3 separate regions of the Mus musculus genome follow, and all the other regions are linked to region 1. The links are chromatin contacts, called in public Micro-C and promoter capture Hi-C maps. All regions are on one chromosome and are shown on one strand. The core of a region is the stretch at or near the end of the contact, and the rest is flanking DNA. Distances in the headings are between cores, read along the strand shown.

Evidence for each region. Promoter capture Hi-C pulls out the DNA fragments that hold promoters and counts their contacts. Hi-C and Micro-C count contacts between places; a contact is called where the count stands out from the background.
Region 2: a contact with region 1 is called in a Micro-C map of embryonic stem cells, with 11 times the contacts expected there. The contact joins the promoter of Twist1 here to the promoter of Nampt in region 1. A contact is called at or near these places in 2 of 39 promoter capture datasets (embryonic stem cells and hippocampal neurons), 2 of 484 Hi-C or Micro-C datasets (embryonic stem cells and uterus) and 1 of 115 datasets of contacts at active chromatin or transcription factors (astrocytes).
Region 3: a contact with region 1 is called in a promoter capture Hi-C map of liver, with 2.4 times the contacts expected there. The contact joins the promoter of Gpr22 here to the promoter of Nampt in region 1. A contact is called at or near these places in 2 of 39 promoter capture datasets (liver and pre-B cells).

The regions. Positions count from the first base shown.
Region 1 is chr12:32,818,852-32,821,864 of GRCm38.p6, reverse strand. It overlaps Nampt (nicotinamide phosphoribosyltransferase), which reads right to left and starts at 1,530. Exons shown (of 11, transcript NM_021524.2): 1 at 1,239-1,530. The coding sequence starts at 1,295.
Region 2 is chr12:33,956,098-33,959,110 of GRCm38.p6, reverse strand. Twist1 (twist basic helix-loop-helix transcription factor 1) reads right to left here and starts at 1,440. Exons shown (of 2, transcript NM_011658.2): 1 at 473-1,440. The coding sequence starts at 1,133. The coding sequence ends at 513.
Region 3 is chr12:31,712,480-31,715,492 of GRCm38.p6, reverse strand. Gpr22 (G protein-coupled receptor 22) reads left to right here and starts at 1,610. Exons shown (of 3, transcript NM_175191.5): 1 at 1,610-1,993; 2 at 2,932-3,013. All of the region lies in intron 6 of Cog5 (component of oligomeric golgi complex 5), which reads right to left.

The DNA of each region.
Region 1 (3,013 bases), core at 281-2,780:
GTAGGATGTGGAGGCACACACCTTTAATTCCATGACTTAGGAGGCAGAGGCAGGCAGCTCTCTGAGTTCAAGGCCAGCCTGGTCTACAAGGCAGGTTCTAGGACAGCCAGGGCTGCTACACAGAAACTCTGCCTCAAAAAACTAAAATGAAGTAAAATGAAATTCCATGCGAAAGACCACCTGTTGATAAATCTTGGACCCTTTAAAATGAAAAATTACTTACTTACAATAGTTTACCAAAAAAAAAAAAAAAAAAAAAAAAAGGACAAACTAGTATGTAAGCAAATGGGACTCTGAAACATTCAGATTACAGGGCTACAAAAAGTAAAAAGCAAAGAACCAAAACAAAACCACGAGAGTACTACGCCTAAATCGCTACTCAAAACCATCACGATGTTCAAGTAAATACTAAACTTGAAAGCTAAAATTTAATCTGTTCTCGCGAGGGTCCTACTAGTCTGACATTTTATCTTTTAAGCGTCTTGGCTAACAAACTTAACTGAAGATCAGTGCAGTTCATTTCACAGTGTGTATGGGGGGGGGGGGCGGGCGGGCATTTCTTCATCATTCCTCTCTTGGCTAAGGTGCATATCAAATGGAATTAGTGCAAGAGTCAACTCAATAGGCACCTTAAAGCAATGTGCCATTTTACTCTCCCCACAAATTCTCCAGGGTTATAACTCCAGTTCCTTTAACTCTTGGTGTTTCACTTTCCATTTCACAGAAATCACGTAGTTGATCCTGGAGAGCCAGAGCACACTGGCCTCTGCAACCAGGGGGCAGGCACGTGAATGATCCCTAGGTGCAAGGGAGTTGGAAATGCAACCCCACCGAGTGGGACAGCTGAATCAGACGCGGCTCCCGGGGCCGGGTTATCCTCCGCGCTGGGACCACTGGCTGGGTGAGGGGCACACCGCCAGGACCTCTCCCCGAGCTCCCCGGGGCAGGACCGTACCTGCCGAGCCAGGGGCTGTTACCTAACCGGCCCGATCGTCCCACGGTCTCATCCAGTCCTCCCTGTCCCAGAGCCAAGGCCGCCGGCGGCTACGGTAGCTGCAGCGTGCGCCCATCCCGCCGAGCCTCCGGCCGCGCCCCCGCCGCGGCGTAGGCCCCGCCTCCGGCCCGCGCCTCCATCCTTCAGCCACCGCGTTGCGGCTCCTCCACCTGCCCCATCCCGCCGCGCCGGCTCCCGCCGCCCCGGGCCCGGAGACCCCCCCCCCCCCCCATCGCAACTCCACCTTGTACGAGTCGGTGGCCAGCAGGATGTTGAACTCGGCTTCTGCCGCAGCATTCATCTCGGGCCGGAGCGGAGACGCCGCGCCACGAGCTGCCCGGCGCGGCTGCGAGCAAGGAGAAAAATGGGCTTCGCTGCGCTCCGTTGCTTAAGTCACCGCTCGCTCGCAGGGGGGCGGGAGAGCAGGGAACGGAGCGCGGGGAGGGGCCGGGAGGGCGGGCAGGTCCGTGACGCGGCGGTGGAGGCTAGCGCGCTCCCCTGCCCAGCGCGCTCCGGCGGCTTTCCCGGCGGCTCCGCGCCCCGCCCATCCCGGGGACAAGGGGCGGGGCACGGCTGCGCGTGCGCAGCGCAGGGGCGGGGGGGACTGAGGAGGACGTGAGGCACGCGCTCTGCCTCAGCTGCGCCCGCCCCGGGCCTAAAGCCGACCGTCACCCCAGCGCGTGACCTGGGCGCCTGCCTCTGAGGGGCGTGGTCTGATGCAGGGGCGTGGCTTGGCGTTCCCAGCCTCGCCCCTCCTGCCGGGAGTCTCTTTGCCCGCCCCAACCCGGACCTTCCTCTTGTCCTACCCAGTCCCTGCTCGTCCTGAGAGTCTTGTTGGAGTCACGCCACCAGCTAAGGCCAAGGAGCCACCCACTGTCGTCTCCCTGTTCCCGCACGCGCTGAATTACCTTTGTCTCCCGCTTGGACGATGGATGGAATCTTTGGTCCCCATCCGTCTTGTGGATTCCGATCCTCTAGATTTTCCTTTAAAATCAGAGGAGCTGCTTGCGGTCTGAGTTGCCCTGGCGCGTGGACTTGCTTTTCTCCGCGCTCAGTCTGTAGCTGAGCTCTTTGATCCTTTGAAGGCTGACTTTTCCTGGAGAAAAGCCTTTGCGTCTTAGGGAAAGGTTAAATTCAACCCTCTCAGACAATGTAGGGACAAGACCAAATTGAATCTAATATTGTTGGGAAGTAAAAGGCATACAGCCAAGTCTTATACAGTGGATCTGTTTTTTGGTTTTTTGTTTTCCTTTAAATCATTAAATCGTGGGGGAAAGAGCTAGTAACCTCCCAAATAAGCGAAGTGACGTCTGATGACGTCACCCAACTTCCATGAGCCTGTCCTCTTGTTCAGTTTTCACATACAGAGTTGCAAATTTGTTTTGCATAGAACTAAAATTCCCTTTGCATGTTTAATAGCATTTAAGAATTCTAAGATTTAGGCTTTGTTGTTGTTTTGTTTTTATGGAATACAAGTAGCAGGGGGAAATCGGTATAACTAAACTGGCACAGACTGCATCAAGTTAGTAGCTTCCTTTTGCCTTTGACTTCTCAACAATGTTAGATTCAGTTTGGTCTTGTCCCTTCATCGTCTGAGAGGGTTCAATTTAACCTTCCCCTTAAGACACAAAGGACTGTTGAGACTTTTCTCCAGGAAAAGTCAAACAGCTTTCAAAGGATCCAAGAGCTCAGCTACAGCATCCATTCATCTACAATTGACCGCCATTTTAGGCTGTTTTATGCGGGGGGTGGGGGGTGGGTGGGGGGTGGAGGTGGGGGTGGGGATAAGATTCTAATTACAAAGTAGTCTTTGTTCACGGTAGTGTTTTCTAAAAACAAAATTTGATCTTGCAATCTTTCAGTTTTTTTCCCTGTATAAAAATGAAAAAGCCCAAAATGTAAAAATGCTAACATTGTAAGCATACTGACATTGCTAGATAAGTTCAAGAGTAGGGTCTGCAGGAATATTACTGGCTTAATCCCACAGCAATCTTTAGAGGAAAAGGTGACTATTGAAGT
Region 2 (3,013 bases), core at 191-2,690, 1.1 Mb before region 1:
GACCGCTAAGCCCTGTTATCACTACCAGCGAGAATTTTCGCTGAACAACCTGGAAGGATTTCAGCCCAAGGGCAAGAGGAAGTGGGTGGGCGGAAAGGAGGGGGTGGAATTTGGAAACAGTTGTTTTAAGAAGGGAATTTTAAAGAAGAAAGAAAGGGGTTTGGGGGATGGCGTTTTGGGCACAAGGCCCCTATGCTTGACTTTCTCAATCTTCTGTCATGCACACCCCCGCACGCGCACACACACATACACCTCTCCTGGGCACACTGGTTCTCCCCGACCCTAGGACCTGTTTCCCCTGTGGGGACTGAACTGCTTGCCAGGGATGCGGGTGGAATGAGGTGGCGGTGCCTGGCTAGGTGGAGGGCAGCGAGGAGAGTGGAGGGGGATGGGGGGGGGATACCCAGCACGGTGGCGAGGTGAACAGGGGACCCGCGGCCTGGCCCGATCGATCCCTGGAGCCGGTCCTTACCTAGGTCTCCGGCCTGCAGAGGGGGTGGGGAGCTCCGCTGCTAGTGGGACGCGGACATGGACCAGGCCCCCTCCATCCTCCAGACGGAGAAGGCGTAGCTGAGCCGCTCGTGGGCCACATAGCTGCAGCTTGCCATCTTGGAGTCCAGCTCGTCGCTCTGCAGGACCTGGTACAGGAAGTCGATGTACCTGGCCGCCAGTTTGAGGGTCTGAATCTTGCTCAGCTTGTCCGAGGGCAGCGTGGGGATGATCTTGCGCAGGGCGGCGAACGCCTCGTTCAGCGACTGCGTGCGCTGGCGCTCCCGCACGTTAGCCATGACCCGCTGGGTCTGCAGCTCCTCGTACGACTGCGGGCTCCCGCCCCCGCTGCTGCTGCCGCCGCCGCCGCCACCACCTCCGCCCGCGCCGCCGCCGCCGCCTCCGCCCGCAGATTTCTTGCCGCGCTTGCCCTGGGCCGGGCTGCCTGGCTCGTCGCCGCCTCCGATGCCCCCGCCCGTGGCCCCGCCGGGCCCCGCGCTGCCGCCCGCGCTGCGCCGACTGCTGCGTCTCTTGCGAGCCCCGCGCTTGCCGCTCGCCGGCTGCTGCCGGTCCGGCTCCTCCTCGCTGTTGCTCAGGCTGTCGTCGGCCGGAGAGACTGGCGAGCTGGACACGTCCTGCATCATCTCGCGGGCGGCGACGTGCGGCCTCGCGGAGCCGGGACGGGGGAGGGTAGAGCAGAGGAGCGGGGCGCCCTAGCCCGCCAGCTTCCCCGCGCTCGGCGCCGGCCCGGGCGGTGCGGCCCGGAGGACGCAGGGAGGCGGGATGGGGGTGGGGGGACCTCCGCGGGGAGGGCGCTGGAGGCGGGGAGGGAGGCGGGCGGGGGAGGGGACGGTGTGGAGGGCCCCGAGGTCCAAAAAGAAGGCGCCCGACGGCCGCAAGCGCGCCCCGTTCCGGCCTGGCGCAGCCGGTGCCGGTGCTGGCGAGCCCGCGAGGTGTCTGAGAGTTGGGCGCGGGCTGTGGACTTGGCGGCTCTTATACCTCCGTGCGGGCGGAAAGTTTGGGGGCAGCGGTGTCATTGGCCTGACGTGGGGAGGAGGGACTTTTCGAAGTTTTATAGGAAAGTTTCCTCTTTCCAGCCCCCCTCCCTCGCCCCCTCCCCCCTTGCTCGGGGTCTAACAATTCGTCCTGCGAACCATTCAAAACCGACCTGGCCCGAGCGGCCAGCCCCTGCGCCCGCCTCTCCCCTCCCTCTCCCCCCCCCAGCTCTCCCCCTCCGCTTCGGGGAGGACGCGGGGCGATTTCCTTCCGCGCCAGAGCGCGCCCAGCGCCCCCGCACCCGAGCACAGCACCGCAAACAGGGGACTGTCTGGGTCGCTGTTGCAGTCTCCCCCTCCCCAAGTGGCTGTGACAGCAGTAGTGGCAAGCGGCTTCGACGCTCTGGGTGATGTCCCATCCCGCCTGGGATCCCTCGGAGTTCTCCGGGCCCTTTGGGGGTGGCTCGGGCCCGGGCTGCGAGGCAAGAAAAGTTTCAACAACCGAGTCCATCTAACGGTCAGGTAGAGGAAACCTCTAGTCGGAAACCTCTAGTCCCAAGGGATTCCCCGCGGCTGCCTGGCCCTGTGGTCGAGGGCGGTTCTCAAGACGTGGCCACATCGTGGGCGCTATGGATCTGCGCCCTGGCCTGCCGTGTCACCCCTCCCGGAGAAACGTCTGGGCTCTCCTTTCCTGCTACGGTGACCCAATCTAAAGTTTCCCTGCTCTCAGAGGACTGTGCTTCCAAAGGTGCTGGACCTAGGCTGGAGTTCATTCTTTTACAGAGAAAAGCCTTGTTCTTTTGAAGGGAGCAAAGCTAGGGAAAGATAGAGCAGCCTTGGTGCTCCACGCTGCCAGCCCTAGGTGGAGGAGAACCTTGAGAACATTTCATGTCCGCTAACTCCAAATTAAGCCCTGCATGCTAACCTTGGGTAGTCCATACATTTAAGGTGGGGGATCAATATTCTCGTCTTCCTAGGAGATCTTGTGAGTAGTTATGCTCCCGGTGCCTCAAATGCACTCAGCCATGTTGGTTGATTGCAAGCGGTTTTTTTTGTTTTTTTTTTTTTGTTTTGTTTTTTTTTTTTTTTTTTTTTTTACCAAATACCTTGAAACCCCAAAAAGGATTCTGGAAAAGTGGAAGCAGAGAGGTTAATGAGCAAGAAGGAGAGTGGCTATGGAAGCCAGTGATTGCAGGGCTCTTTACATTTTTTAAATATGTTTTATTTATTTATTTCTGTTTTTTAAGTAGGATGGGGATTTAGGGAGCCGGTACAAGGTGATCTCTTACTCAGAAAGGCAATTCTGGGTCCGGAGGAAGTAGCCAGAGTTTCAGGGGCAGAGTTTGCGGGCGTGGAGGTGAGCGTCTCGAACTCCTGCCCTGTTCCCAAGCTGAGGACCTTGCTAAACGCCCAATCCCCACTCCCCTGGCCAATCCCCCGGGAAACTGCCAGCTCAGCAAGTGCCCCTTTCTGGGTTGGACCAAAGGTCGCGGCCACCGACTTCCTGAGAAGCTGGAGGCCGGAGCCCC
Region 3 (3,013 bases), core at 361-2,860, 1.1 Mb after region 1:
AGCCGAACTTTTTCATTTTTATCATTACCAAACCTTATGACACAAAGCTATGCAAGATTTTTTTCAAAACTCACAACAAAATGTCCATATTACTTTCAATTTCTAAAGAATGCAATTCAAACCCATGTACTCATCAGCTATTCCCCAATAAAACTTCAATACTAGCCATAAAAGATTTAAACAGTGCATATTACTTTTCAAAATTATAAAAAAATTAATTCTAGTGACAAATTTTTAAAAATCTAGGATACAACACTTTGAAAACTCAACACTATTCCTAAAACTGGAAATAAGTCATGATTAATATGCTAATAACATAGCCATCAGTACCATGTTCCTTTTTGGCTCAATGGGTAATTAGTCTTTTAAAAATGTGTATTTCGTTCTGGCTCATTGATTCCCAATGCCAAACATTAAGAAAATAGTCTAATGTCTGAGTTCCTGCCCCAGAATCCAAGTGATGGAAAGAAAGAACCAATTCCTACAAGGTGTCCTCTGACCATGATATGTGCATCAGGGCAGATGCACACACATATATACAGAAATGTAATCTAAAAAATAATCTGGCTACTACATATTTTTCCGCCTAAAAAGATATGTACCTCACTAACAAGAACAGAAATGTATTTTAAATTACTAACAATTGATAGAAATTTAATTTTAAATTAATGTTTTATTTTTATCATTCCTTTGTTACTTTTAACACTCATCTTAAATAGTTTAGCTTTATAGCCTATGAGAATACATACATTTTCTTTACCACATATATTTGCCAGCAGCATCAGTAATCACCATATACAATATTTAAGAAAGATCAATCCACCAAGAAATGTGCCCATGTTACAAACAGAAATAGCCCAGTGAGATAAAATATTAATAGAAAATGATCAGTACACACATATACATAAAAATATCAGCACAAGTGAGGACTAAGATTACCATGTCCACATACTCTACCATTATGCAAGCAATGGAATAGCTACAAATGTTTTGTGATATAATCCCCTTTAGTCTATGTGATCAGTAACATGAACTAATGAATGAAATGAAGAAATATCTGAGTGAATGAACACTGAAGTCAGTAAGTAACATAAAATAATTACAATTTAAAATACAAAGAAATGACTTGGATACAAACAAACTAGTTGAAATCAAACCTGGTTCACTGTGAAGATGCAGGGCTTTCTATCTGTAGAACAAAGAACCTCAACCCAAAGCAGACACAGCTACTAACAGTCCAGTTACCCAGACTTAAAATATATTATTTTTACGATGTAACCTCCTCGACACACACATACACGAAACAAAAGCAGAAACACAACAAAAAAGAAAAAAACTATGTTCTTAATGTTTGGCATTGGGAATCAATAAGCCAGAACCAAATACACATTTTTAAAAGACTAATTTACTCATATTCTATTTAAGAGCAACAAACAACCAGTTAAAAAAACTTAGGCTTTTAAAACAGCATCCTTATATAAAGCCATTGGGGAGGGGGGGGAACACCCCTGCCATACATATGAAGCAGTTTAAGCCAATACAACTGGCCAATCAAAATTAGTGAATGCACTGCATCTCTCTGCAGTGGGGAGAAGCGACAAGGTAGGCTGTCACTCTGCAAAAGCTGCTCGGAGCAGGCTTCCCTCTCCAGAGCAGTGCCCTTCCTTTTCAGAAAGCCTGGATCCGAATGCTGTCTCAGGAGACAAGAAGCCTTCAGTATGCTAAATTACTTTCATTACGCATTTTCAGATGCTTATTGACTCCACAGTAGGAAGAGTGAGAGGCTGCTGCAGCCGAAGCAGCACTACATATTCTATACATTAGCAGGGCTGCTGAAACAATGGCACAGTAGATACATTTCCATTAAGGTCGCTTGGAAGAGATTTTTATAACCCTTTTCCCCCAGCCCTTGTACTTTCAAATCAACAGAATGAATCAATCAAAACTGGAAATGCTTCAACTACATCAGGAACTCGTCAGCTCTTTAGCAGAGGTAAGATGTGTTCCTTATTATAGTATATAGGTGCTTTTGAAACAGCACAGTGGAATAAAATTACTTTGGAATTTTTAGCCTAAATTTTTAAGAGTTTGATTGTTTTCCTTCTACTTATTGGTAAATAGGTAATTTTTAAATTGGTTTCTTTTAACACATGATGTATTTTAATGTAATTTTTAGGGTGCACTGTTAAAAAAAACCATTCTGTTCTGTTCTCTACAATGAACTCCAAAAACAGCAGCTCTTAAGTCTCTTCGGATATACCAAATATTCTTAATGTCAATAATACAGCCTTTCTCAAGTGCTAAAAGAACATTCATATTTCTTATAAGAAGCTAGTTGACTCTCTGGCTGTTTTATGTTAAGATTATAATTAGGCATGCTTACTGAAAATTATTTAATATGCAGTTAAGATTTTTTTTTACTACCATTTACATTTCACCCACATGAGCAATTCATCAAAAGAAATTTATAGTGTCTTATCACAGAATCTGGTTTAATGAGTTAAAGTTCAAGCTATGTGCTAATAATTAAACAAGCTGCAATATTTCCCAGCATGCGGGAAATGTTAAATTTATTACCCAGGGGGACGTGGTAGTATGTTTACTGAATACTAACTGTTCATAATCTCTGAACATTCAAAATCGCTTCTAAGAGAGAAGAGGAATATTTCAGAATTACAGTTTTTCTCATGTTTATATTTCAATGCTAATTCTGCGGCTCAATCAGGTAACATAGTATTATTTCTATTTTGAAAAGGAGATTTTATTTGAAGAAGCTTCATTTTATGACTATAGCTATGCCTACAGCAATACAGTTTGCTTATTTTGAGAACAAATGCTACATGGATTAATTTCTCTAACCAAAGTAACTTGTGATTAATTCAAAATTATTAGGATACCTAGTCCTTAATCATTTTTTGCCTTTTTCACAAGGGCCCACACCTAATTCAGTATACACAACTGACAATTTGAAGACTGCAACTGACTGAGAGGCTCGCTAGCCTCTGAACCACAG